Linked DNA regions of Zea mays: region 1 is linked to region 2. A link is a contact called in public Hi-C data. All regions are on one chromosome and are shown on one strand. The core of a region is the stretch at or near the end of the contact, and the rest is flanking DNA. Distances in the headings are between cores, read along the strand shown. Region 1 holds the start of LOC100279507. Region 2 holds the start of LOC100192999 (exocyst complex component EXO84C).

Region 1 (5,549 bases), core at 805-3,304, 210 kb after region 2:
GAGCCGAGCTAAGCTAGCTCGTGAGCCAACTTTGAGTCGAGTCGAGCTTCATCCTTGAGCTCGTGTTGTGGGTGAGGCGAGGCGAGGCGAGCTCGGTCACCCACCGATCCAGCCAAGCTCGACTCGGCCTATTTCTTGCCCTAACCATGATATCCATACGAAAAGAAAAGAAAGAGTGGATATATAAAATGAGGGTGGCCTACACAAAAAGTGGAGCTTAGGGTTGATGGCTCGACAGTATAAGTAATCAGGGTGCCAAACTCAAGAGTCATAGACCACAACGGAGAGCGGATCTCAGCACTAATAGTTTAGCCACCTCTCGGCTACAAAGTTATTAACTTATTAATATATAGAGAGCTAACTATATAGCCACCACATATAATAGGTTGACTATTTTTTAGCTGTAAGAATGTTGAATATTTATTACTAGACCCATTTCTACCACCCCATTCTCTCAGAACATGTTTTTGAATTTATGTGTATGGTCGGCTCCTCGTCGACTGATAATTAGGCTATTCCCAATGGGGTATCGCGCTCATTAACGAGATACCACATGTTTTTTTGATGTGGCAAGACGTTTAATATGAGGGGAAAAGTTGTATCTTAAAAATGATTGTTTTGGTACGATATCTTAGCTTATGGCACAAAAAATAAGTTTAGGTTCATTGTCATAGCACGGCATCATACTAATTAACTAGTTTAAACATATAAGTATGACATTGTATTGTAGAAAGTAGAGGGTGTACCTTTCTAACTGTTATATTTTCATGTGTGTGATATTTTTTAAATATTGGAATATGTTACTTTGGACCGTAAATAGTCTTAGCAGCTCGCTTCTTTTCTTTCTTCTATTTTCTCTTCTTGAATTTAGCAAAAAAATATATCATAACAAACCATCCTATTATACTTGCTCTAATTTATAACTCCGACACGTAAGATCCAGTTCAATCATTCTCGTTATCGACATCTCCAAGACTCCAACCTCGATGCTAATATGCTATGGCTAGTGACATGGAGACACATTATTTTTTAAGGGCTAGTTTGAGAACACCATTTTTTAAGAGATTTCTATTTTTAAAAGAAAAAATAACTAATTTTCTTAGAAAAATAAAAATACCATAGAAAAATATAATTTCCAAACTAGCCTTTAATATTGATCCACAGGTTTAACCCTAGATTAGGAGATCAAACTAAGAAATAAGTATAAATACGAATATTTTAAAAATAAAATTTATGTCCCACTTCCACCCCACCCCGCCCCAGCCCAGACGCGAGAATTGACCGCTGTCCTCGGCTCTGCCGAGGGGCCCGCTGTCACCCTTACCCCGCTCCCGGACCTCACCAACCCCGCATCCAATTCACCTCTGCGGCCCACTCGAGAACCCGACGCGTCCGCCCTCTCACCATGGACCGCGCCCACCGTGCTCCGGGGCACGGCCACTTTTGTCACATTCGTGCGCATCAAAGAGCGGTCCACAGACCCAAGTCCAGGCTAGCCACCGACGACCTCTCAACGCGCCGACCTCTCTGTACCGCGACGGAGATGCAACCGAGGCTTTCGGCGCCGAATCTCCCGTCCACCACCTGCCCCAACGGTCCCTGGCCGTCCGTGTGGCCAGCCGACGGTCGGATGAGTCTCCAGCGCGGCACGTGGCGGGCGAGCAGCGGCAGCCACCCCCGGACCCCACCGCTACGCGAGCAGCCAGAACCGCGCCCCGCATCCGACTGTTTCAATCTCGCGCGGGCCCCACACGCAGTAAATTCTTCTGCATAAATCTTGGACCAGCCCGCGCACATACACCTGTTAAACAATCTGGATGACAAGCGGCCCTACAGAACTACGCGACCCACCTGTCGGTGAGTGCTTTAAGGTAGCGGACTTGACGAAGCAGGACGTGGTGCCCGAGGAATAAGACAAGTTAACTCCATCTCACCACCGCCAGTAAACTGCGAGTCCTCCCATCCGTGCTTTGTCGCCTCTCTCTATCTTTCTCTCTCTCCTCTCCCACTGCCGTTCCCCAAACTCAGCCTCGGCTTCTCTTCTCTGGACGGGGGGCGGCTGCCGGCGTCGACCTTCGCGAGGAAGGAGAGGAGGCCGTTGGATCCCGCTGGATTCGATTGGATTAGGACGGGATAACCGCGGGCAGGTAAATACTGCTCACTAATTGCTTTCCTTCCTCGCGTCGATCCGGCCTATGAATCGCGAGATTGCTCTCGGTTCTAGCCGGATTGGATAATCTTTCCAAGGAGAGGCACTTCAATTCTTGGAGCTGGTTTCTCCTCCTTTCCATTTTCATGCTTTCCTCGTATGGTTTCTTGATCTCGTTTCTCGAAGTTTATGCACAAATAATATATCCCCCTCTTGCTGAATCTCCGTGGTTGCAGATGCGCTGAACTATTGCCGTGTGCAGTGAGCGATGGGCGACCTTGCTGATCTCGCGGGTGCGGGCGAGGCGGCGCGTTCGCATCTCGCCGCCGGCGGCCAGCGGGACAGGCTGGCGGCTCTGCTGGAGCTCGCGGCGGCCGACGACGTCGCGGGTTTCCGCGAGGCGCTCGCGGGGGGAGGCGGCGAGGGCGACACGGCGGAGCTGGCGGACGGAGTGGGGATGTGGTACGGCCGAAGCAAGGCGTATGAGCCGCGCACGCCGCTGATGGTCGCCGCGACTTACGGCAGCGTGGAGGTGGTGTCGCTTCTGCTCGCCCTTGGTTGTGTCGACGTCAACCGGCGCCCCGGCGTCGACGGCGCCACTCCGCTTCACTGCGCCGCCTCCGGCGGCTCGCGGAACGCTGTGGCCGTCGTCAAGCTGCTCCTGGGTGCCGGCGCCGACCCGGTAACTCCCGACTCCGCCGGTCGCTTGCCTGCCGACGTCATCTTGTCTCCACCTGCTTCGCCCGACGCCTTGGGCGATCTGGAGATGCTCCTTGGCCGCCGCCGAGGGCTCGCTGTCGCGACCTCGGTGCCATCGCTCTCGTCGTCCCCGCCGCTCTCGTCCTCGCCGGATGAGAGCAACAGGTCGCCGTCCTCGCGGTCGTCTTCGTTGTCTCCGATTACCGTCGACCGTGCCAAGAAGGAGTACCCGGTGGATCCGACGCTGCCCGACATCAAGAGCCGCGTGTATGCCTCCGACGAGTTCCGCATGTTCGCGTTCAAGGTGCGGCCATGCTCCAGAGCCTACTCGCATGACTGGACAGAGTGTCCGTTCGTGCACCCTGGCGAGAACGCCCGCCGCCGGGATCCTCGCAAGCACCCATACACGGCGGTGCCCTGCCCCAACTTCCGCCGCCCTGGTGGCTGCCCCAGCGGTGATAGCTGCGAGTTCTCCCATGGTGTTTTCGAGAGCTGGCTCCACCCGTCGCAGTACCGCACAAGGCTCTGCAAGGAGGGCGCAGCTTGTGCCCGCCGCATCTGCTTCTTCGCCCACGATGAAGATGAGCTCCGCCATGTGCCTCACAATAGTGGTGCAGGTCTGCTGTCTCCCCGTGCCTCTTCATCCATTGACATGACCGCTGCTGCTGCTGCTCTAGGGCTTCTACCTGGATCTCCTACCAGGCACTTTGTGCCACCACCTCTGTCACCATCTGCTGCCAACAATGGTGGAGGTGCTGCTGCTCATTGGCTCCAAGGTAGCAGGCTGCGCTCTTCTTTCAATGCAAGAGATGCACAGGCTGATGACCTTGGCTCGCTCCTGGAATGGGAATCTCAATACCTTGGAGCGCTCAGCCTCCCACAAAGCAGCCGATCCCAGCCCCGTCTTTCTACTGGTCTGACTATTCGTCCAACAGCAGTTGCTCCATCCTACCTCGAAGAGATGTATGCTTCAGACATGGCTATGTCGCCAAGGTTCACCAATGACCAAGGTCACTCAGTCTTCTCACCAGCACACAAATCAGCTCTTCTAAACAAGTTTCATCATCAACAGAAGGGCCTTTTGTCGCCTGTCAATACCAACAGGATGTACTCACCAAGGGGCCTTGATCCATCAATTATCCATTCTCCATTTGGTGGCATGTCTCCTCGGTCCCCTCGGACTATGGAGCTAACATCTCCCCTAAGTGTCCGTGTTGGTGTTGGAGCTGCTGTTACTCCGCGTGATATGTTGGATCAGTTTTCTTCCCTGAACAAGCACCAGGTGCCATCTGTGGGATCGCCACGGAATCTTAATGCCTCATGGGGCAACATTGGTACCCCAAAGAGTAAGGTCGACTGGGGTGTGGACGACGACGAACTAGTGCGCTTGAGGCACCCTGTGCAACATGGAAATACAGAAGACGAACCAGATGTGTCTTGGGTGCAGTCACTGGTAAACCATGCTGAGCTGAATGGCAAGAGGGGTGAAATGGCAAGCATGGCTTCTCCATCGATTAACAAGCCTGACCTGAGCTTTTAGGGTGACTCGCTAGATCAGTGTTATTGCTTCTTGGCTTGAGCAGCAAGATGCACTTGGAGCCGAAGTAACTGTCAAAGAGGCCTTTTGCTCTCAAGGTGGATGAAACCATATTTTTGCCGCGTTAGTTTCCGAGAAGAATAGTTATTTGTCCTAGTAAATAATAATATTCTTTTTTTATTTCTTGAAATTTTTTGTTCGCAAAGTCGGAGATGGTGTGGTCTTCAGGAAAGCATTTGCTCACAAATTGGTAGCTGAAAGAAGCTGTCGAGTATTGGTAAACAGCCTCGTTACCTTGGAGGTCCTAACTAGTATTCTTTTGATTAGTTCAGATGAGGTGAAAATTCATATGGTCGACCGTGAGAGTCGACAGTAATTGTGTTGATCTCTGTAACAAGAGAGGTTATAGATTTTTTTACCCCCATTTGTCAATGAACAATTTCATAAATACATTGATATTTCCAGTTTATTGTTCTTCTGATGAATACGTTTGTACCTATGTTTTTTTCCCTATTTTCTACCATGGTAGTTTTGTATCTGTGTCAATTCTATTACAATAAAGTCCCAAATTTGGACACAGTTCTTGGTTCTTGCCATGCAGGACTCTGGAAACAAATTGCTCAAGTGTCTTAGACACGCTCTTATCTTCTGTCGTAATGATTTTATCATGCATTTCAGAAACATTTTGTGGAAATTGAAATGTCCAGATTGTATAAGTAATTCCCTTCTCGCGGTAAAAGTTTCGTGGGTCGATGTCTGGTAGTTCCAAACTTGTGTCTTCCGAATTGGTAGAAAAACTGGGATATGGTTAAACTTGTTTGTGTGAGTGCATGACCATGACATGACCTCTTCTTCGCTTAACAGAAGATTGGTCAAGACGGTCGCCGCCTTCCCAACAGAAAGTTAGTTTCGGCTTCGGTCAAAAGCAGCGCACCGTTTTGGTCCGTAGCAAGTTCGTTCAACTGTCACGTGGCACCATGTCAGCAAAGTTCAGATCGAAGGTTTGCTACTATCAGCAATGCATCTCGCAACAAATTGGGAACATGCTGATGCAATGCATCTATATCAATCTGTTCACGTATCAAGATGTACTAAAACAAACACAAGCGATGTGCCGTTGATCCAAGATCTCAAACACCCTCTAGCTGAAACGAATCGGATGTA
Region 2 (6,055 bases), core at 276-2,775:
CAGTATTATCTGCATTTGATTCTTTACCAGATTCATCTGCAACTAAATATTTCTTCTCTTCAGCTTCCAAAGCAAGAACAGCCTCCTCCATTTTGTGCTCTGCAAGCAAAACGTCTAACTTATCTAGAAAAATAGTTCTGGGATCCTGGGTATCATCAGACAAAATTTCATCAAGTTCAGTTTCAGAGTCTTTTTTTGTTGCATCTTCTTCCTTGCTAGATTTGTGCCAAATGTCGAGCTCACGACACACACCACTCATTAGATCCTGCACAAGAATTCCTTGGGAAGACACATGCTTTTGTAGCTCAATTAACTCTTGTTCTGCTTCAACAACCTCCTCAGAAATTCTGTGCAAATAGTGAAAAGGAGAAAAACATAAGAGAGAAGTAGTTTCAAAAAGAGAGAAAATGAGTACAGAGAAGGGAGTTTTCAAGTATGAGCAAAGGAAACATATTAAATTCTGAATTTTAATTTGTTTCGTTTATTTTTAGAGCAGGAAAAAATAGCCATTAATTTCGTGATTACCTGAGAAAAGCCAGGAACTTTGACTGCCTATTTGCAGACAGGTTTTCAATAGCATCCTTCAACTCCAACAAATCGGAGCAAATTTTCCTGATACCCTGCAAGCACAACAACCACGATCGATGAGTGCCATCACCACACCAATGAGAAACATTTCGCACTGGAAACCACCAGAGCCCTTCTCTGTACCAATCCCGGCAGACAAAGATGCAAGCAGCACTAAACCCTTTGCTTCATCTCAATAAAAAAGAATGACAAGTTAGCCAGATTTTACTTGCAGTTTTTGGTAGAAGAAGGTGATATGCTTTTGTTTGGTTATGCTTCTAGTTTTGATGCGTCGAGGCTCGGTGAGAACATGCTGTGTTACGGAGGGGAAAAACATGGGATTCAAGAATAACAGATAGATACATTCCTCTCCCAACGCGAAATTACCCATCATAACACCATTGTAACGAGTCTAGATCCAAAATTGCGTAATTTCAAGCCCAAGCAGGCCCTGACGCACAGCGACAAAAGAAGCAGGAACTAGCCAGGAATGGTAGCAGGTGAAATTCCCCGCTGTATGCTGGCCGGAATGTAGGAAAACAGCTGAAGCGCGGAGCAAGGCAAGGAAGCAGAAATCGAACCTTCTCGGTCTGAGACTGGTAGGCGGCGTTGATGGAGGACTGCGGGGTGATCCACTCGTGGCCCGGGAACTCCTCCTCCAGCTCCTCCCCGCTGCTGCTCTCCATTCCGCACCTCCGCGCGATCTCAGAAGCCTCCCACAGGACAGAAGCTGGGAAGGAGAGATTTCTCGGCGTACAGCGTGCCGGGAGCGAATGACGAGAGGACGAAGGAGGCGGCGGTGGAGTGGGAGCGGAAGTGGAGTGGAGTGCCGTTACGGGTAGCCACCCACCGGCAGCGACCGGACGGCTACCGTGTATGGGGTTTTCTGGCTTCGCGTGCCCTGGTCCTGCGATAGGTGAGAAACTGTGGGGCGTCGAGTCGTCGACGTCTCGGCGTCAGAAGCAGTCACCTTGTGTTCTTCTCGACTTCCACCGCCCATCCCTGCAAAATAGGTCATGTTCGGTTAAATTTTAGGACTCGTTTGATTACTTTAATCCAAAGACTAAAATTTAGTTGAGTGATTATCTTATTTGGCTTGAGAAACTAAAAGTATCAAAAGTATTAAGGCTTCGTTTGGTTTGAGGGACTAAAGATTGGTCCCTCCATTTTAGTCTCTAAATTGTCAAACAATGAAAATAAATGAGTGTTTAAATACACTAGAGCTAATAGTTAGTGGCTAAAATTAGCTATTGACATCAAACACCCTAGCTAATATTTCAGTCATTAGCTGTTTTTAGTAAATTAGCTACTAGTTATCTAGCTATTTGTTAGCTAGTTAATTTTACTAGCAAATTTTTAGCCAACTAACTATTAGCTCTAGTACATTCAAACACGCCCTAAATTGTTTTAGTCTCTAGTCTCTCAAGTGGTGACTAAAAGAGACTAAATAATATAAATTTCACTTTTTGCCCCTTGTTTATTTCAGTTGCAGGGAGAATGCTAAGAGGTATTTTAGTCCTCTTATGATTCATTTAATGTGTTTTGAATAGTTTTAGTCTATAGAACCAAATAAAGTAGAGACTAAACTTGTTGACGCCTTTTCGGAACGCCAATCACTCAACAAGAACCGGCGGCGGTGCTCTCTGGTCAGGCGCGGACGGTCCGCGGCACAGGGCCGGACGGTCCGCGACCTGGAGCAGGGGCAAAGGTTCCCTGCCTGACGGCCGGACGGTCCGCGCCCTGGGGCCAGACGGTCCGCACGTGCGCAGGGGGCGGCGAAGGTCGCCGGCGGCGCCTGCATCTCGCTCCCGGGAGGGACCCCGTCGGGGAGGAGAGATCCTAGGTGGTGTCTAGGCTCGGGCCGGCCGACCTAGACTCCTCTAATCGGCGTAGAGTCGAAGAGAGGCGAAGAATTTGGGGATCGAGAGGCTAAACTAGAACTAGACTAGAACTACTCCTAATTGTGCTGGAAATAAATGCGAAATAGAAGTGATATTGGTTCGATCGTTGGGGGTTCAATCGGTCGTAGCCCTTCATCTATATAAAGGGGGAGGTCTGGATCCGCTTCCAACTGATTTCCGAGTTAATCCCGTGGTTTTAGGTAACCAATCCCGCGAGAAACTAGGAACCCTAACTGATTCTGCGCACGCGCGGACCGTCCGCGCCACCACCGCGGACAGTCCGGACCGCGGACCGTCCGGCCTCAGGGCCGGACCGTCCGCGAGACACATTTGGTGTCCAACATATGCCCCCTGCCTTTTGGTGAAGGTTGACGAACCAAAAGCATATGAACTAAACCTGATGTAAGTCACCGGCTTTTCAATATTGAGATCATTTAATAAAGCATCAATGTATAACGGCCGTTTTAGATTTTATCTTTCTCGGCCATGACCGTTTGATCACTGAATCAAAAGGAATAGAATGGAGGTGCCCCCCAGTATGGATAGACAAAGGGACTATACATGTACCATGGATTCATCATCGTACTATTCCATGTTTGAACAGGATAATATACTGACAATGAGTAAACGGGTGGAAAGTACCCTGGTCTCATAGGATGAATAGGTGATGCTTGTTGTGTCGCCTTTCGGGCCGTTTTGTTTACCCGTTTCGTTTTAGTAGGTGACCGAGGTTTCTTCGTTGACCGATCACGTAGAACGGTCTTCTCGCTAGTATTCTTGGAGAGCAACTGATCAACAGTAGAGTCAGCTTTGATCAGCCGACCATTTGTGCTTCGCCGTTGTGTCTCCTTCCCTTTAAGGTTTTGTGTGGAGGCTGACACCTTTGGGCATAGGCGGACTGTCCGGCAGAGTTAGCCGAACCGTCTATCTGAACACCGGACCGTCCGCACGTAGGTGCCAGATCATCCGTGATGCTCAGGACGGCTGTCGTGCTTGACTCATTAATTGTGCCTGCCCCCCGGTGCCTCCGGACTTTTTAGCCTTATCATCCGGAGCCTTTCGAACAATCTCCTTTTGTGATATATTCGACGTGCGAGGACTACCAATGATGATGTCTTTGCTTTTGCCTTTATCGGCCATTTCGGGCCGAACTAAGATCTTTTTGCATGCGATATCTATTGTATTAACAGGAAATGGTTGTGTGTCCACTTGCATTTCCTGAAAAGCCAATCGGCCCTTATTTATGGCCGATTGTACCTGTCGACGAAAAACATTACAGTCATTGGTGGCATGAGAAAAAGAATTATGCCACTTACAATAAGCACGTCTCTTTAATTCATCTATAGGAGGGATAGTATGAGTTAATTTAATGTTGCCATTTTTAAGTAGCTCATCAAATATCTTATCGCATTTGGCAACATTAAAGATAAATTTAATCTCTTCTTGTCGATTCTTTTGAACCGGCTGTAAGGAAGAACATGCTGAAGATTTGGCCTTTGTTGGCCAAATAAACTCAGCGGTATATACATCTGCGGATTCATCATCTGAACTATCATGCTCTATTAGATGTACAGTACGGGCGACCGATTTTGATGTCTCTTTAAATCGGCTTTCACAGGCTAAAGCCCGCTGATGTAGCTGGGCTATCGAAAAGAACTAGGTCCCATCTAATTTGTCTCTTAAGTAGGATAGCAACCCATTAAAAGCTAACCCTGCTAGCTCTTTGTCTGCGACATGGATCCGAAAGCATCGGTTTCTAGTGTCCCGGAACCTCCGGATATAATCATTAACCGATTCTTCGCGTCCTTGTCGAACTGAAGCTAAGTCAGCTAGTCCTAATTCATATTCCCCGGCAAAGAAATGTTCATGAAATTTACTTTCTAACTCATTCCAGGAATTAATGGAATTAGGAGGCAGGGCGGCGTACCATGCAAAAGCGGTACCAGTAAGGGATAGAGAAAATAACCGAACACGAAATGCTTCTCCATCGGCCAATTCACCTAGGTGTGCTAGGAACTGGCCTATGTGTTCGTGTGTGCTCCTCCCATTCTCACCAGAAAACTTGGAAAATTCTGGTATCCTTGCCCCTTGTGGATACGGGACAGTGTCAAACCGGTGATTATACGGCTTTTGGTATGATTGCCCTACTCTGGCTACACTAACTCCGAACTTATCTCGAAATAGTTCAGTCATCTCTTCCCTAATTTTTTCCATTGCACCCGGTGGCAGACCACCGGATCCTGGGCTGTGGGGCTCATTTGGTCGGGTATTAGTATACCGACCTTCTTGCCGTGACCGATCGATAGTGTTGATCGGTCTGTGGTTGTATGGTACGTTATGGTTTAAATATGTAGAGGGCGAAACATACTGCTGCCGTGGTGTGTAATAATTTGGTGCATGGTGTGCAACAACAGGTTCTGCGTATGCATATCCAGCTTGCCCGGTGGTAAATCCGAACTGACCGGTTGCGTTCGCCATTATCGGGACGCCATGTGGTAGTCCTGGTGCGGGCCCGGACTGTCCGGCAGGGAAAGCCGGACGGTCCGCGTAAGGGCCGGACGGTCCGGGCAGAAGCTCAGACGGTCCGACCGCGTCCAGGGTCACCGGTCTGCCAAGCAGGGACGGCGGTGGTCCTAGGGCGGCCCCAGACTGTCCGGCAGAGCAAGCCGGACGGTCTACATATGGGCCGGACGGTCCGGACAGAAGCTCGGACGGTCCGACCGTGTTCATGGGTGCCGATCTACCAAGCAGGGATGGCGGTGGTGGTACTTGTCCTGTATATGAGTTCATCGGCATACCATATAATGGCTGGGGCTGCAAATCCCCATTTGTTGCCAATGTATTAGACATAGATATCCTGTTACTAGTCTCATATGATGGAAAACTAGGAGCAACAGACTTCTCCAACGTACGCGTTAATTTTCTAATTGACTCTTCTAACCCTACAATCTGTTGTTTCATTTGATCCTGCTGCTGATCTACATACTGTTTAATAAATTGGATGTCGTCGGGTTTACTTACGTTGGGGACTTGAAGCGAAGATAGAAGAGATGCGACGTCGGTCTCTCCATGTTTGACAACTTTCTGGTGGCGATCCATCGTGTATTGTGATAAGAATCTCTCCCTCGCTTGACGCATGTAGTCCTCGTATTGCTGTTGCTCATCGGCCGTCAGATTTTCAACAGCCGGCTTTAGGATATTGTCCAGGGAGATATCGGTGTGATCTTTAGAACCGTCCATTTGAGGGCCTGATTTTTAGTAGATCTAAACACCTTCCCCAGCGGAGTCGCCAAAAAGTATGTTGACGCCTTTTCGGAGCGCCAATCACTCAACAAGAACCGACGGCGGTGCTCTCTGGTCAGGCGCAGATGGTCCGCGGCACAGGGCCGGACGGTCCGCGACCTGGAGCAGGGGCAAAGGTTCCCTGCCTGACGGCCGGACGGTCCGCGCCCTGGGGCCGGACGGTCCGCACGTGCGCAGGGGGCGGCGAAGGTCGCCGGCGGCGCCTGGATCTCGCTCCCGGGAGGGACCCCGTCGGGGAGGAGAGATCCTAGATGGTGTCTAGGCTCGGCCGGCCGACCTAGACT

What was found. Hi-C and Micro-C count contacts between places; a contact is called where the count stands out from the background.
Region 1: a contact with region 2 is called in a Hi-C map of leaf, with 5 times the contacts expected there. The contact joins the promoter of LOC100279507 here to the promoter of LOC100192999 in region 2. A contact is called at or near these places in 5 of 25 Hi-C or Micro-C datasets (ear, endosperm, leaf and 2 more).

The regions. Positions count from the first base shown.
Region 1 is chr7:167,751,997-167,757,545 of Zm-B73-REFERENCE-NAM-5.0, forward strand. LOC100279507 reads left to right here and starts at 2,055. Exons shown (of 2, transcript NM_001152507.1): 1 at 2,055-2,147; 2 at 2,412-4,961. The coding sequence starts at 2,418. The coding sequence ends at 4,388.
Region 2 is chr7:167,541,261-167,547,315 of Zm-B73-REFERENCE-NAM-5.0, forward strand. LOC100192999 (exocyst complex component EXO84C) reads right to left here and starts at 1,526. Exons shown (of 7, transcript NM_001309864.1): 1 at 1,149-1,526; 2 at 526-620; 3 at 1-347. The coding sequence starts at 1,253.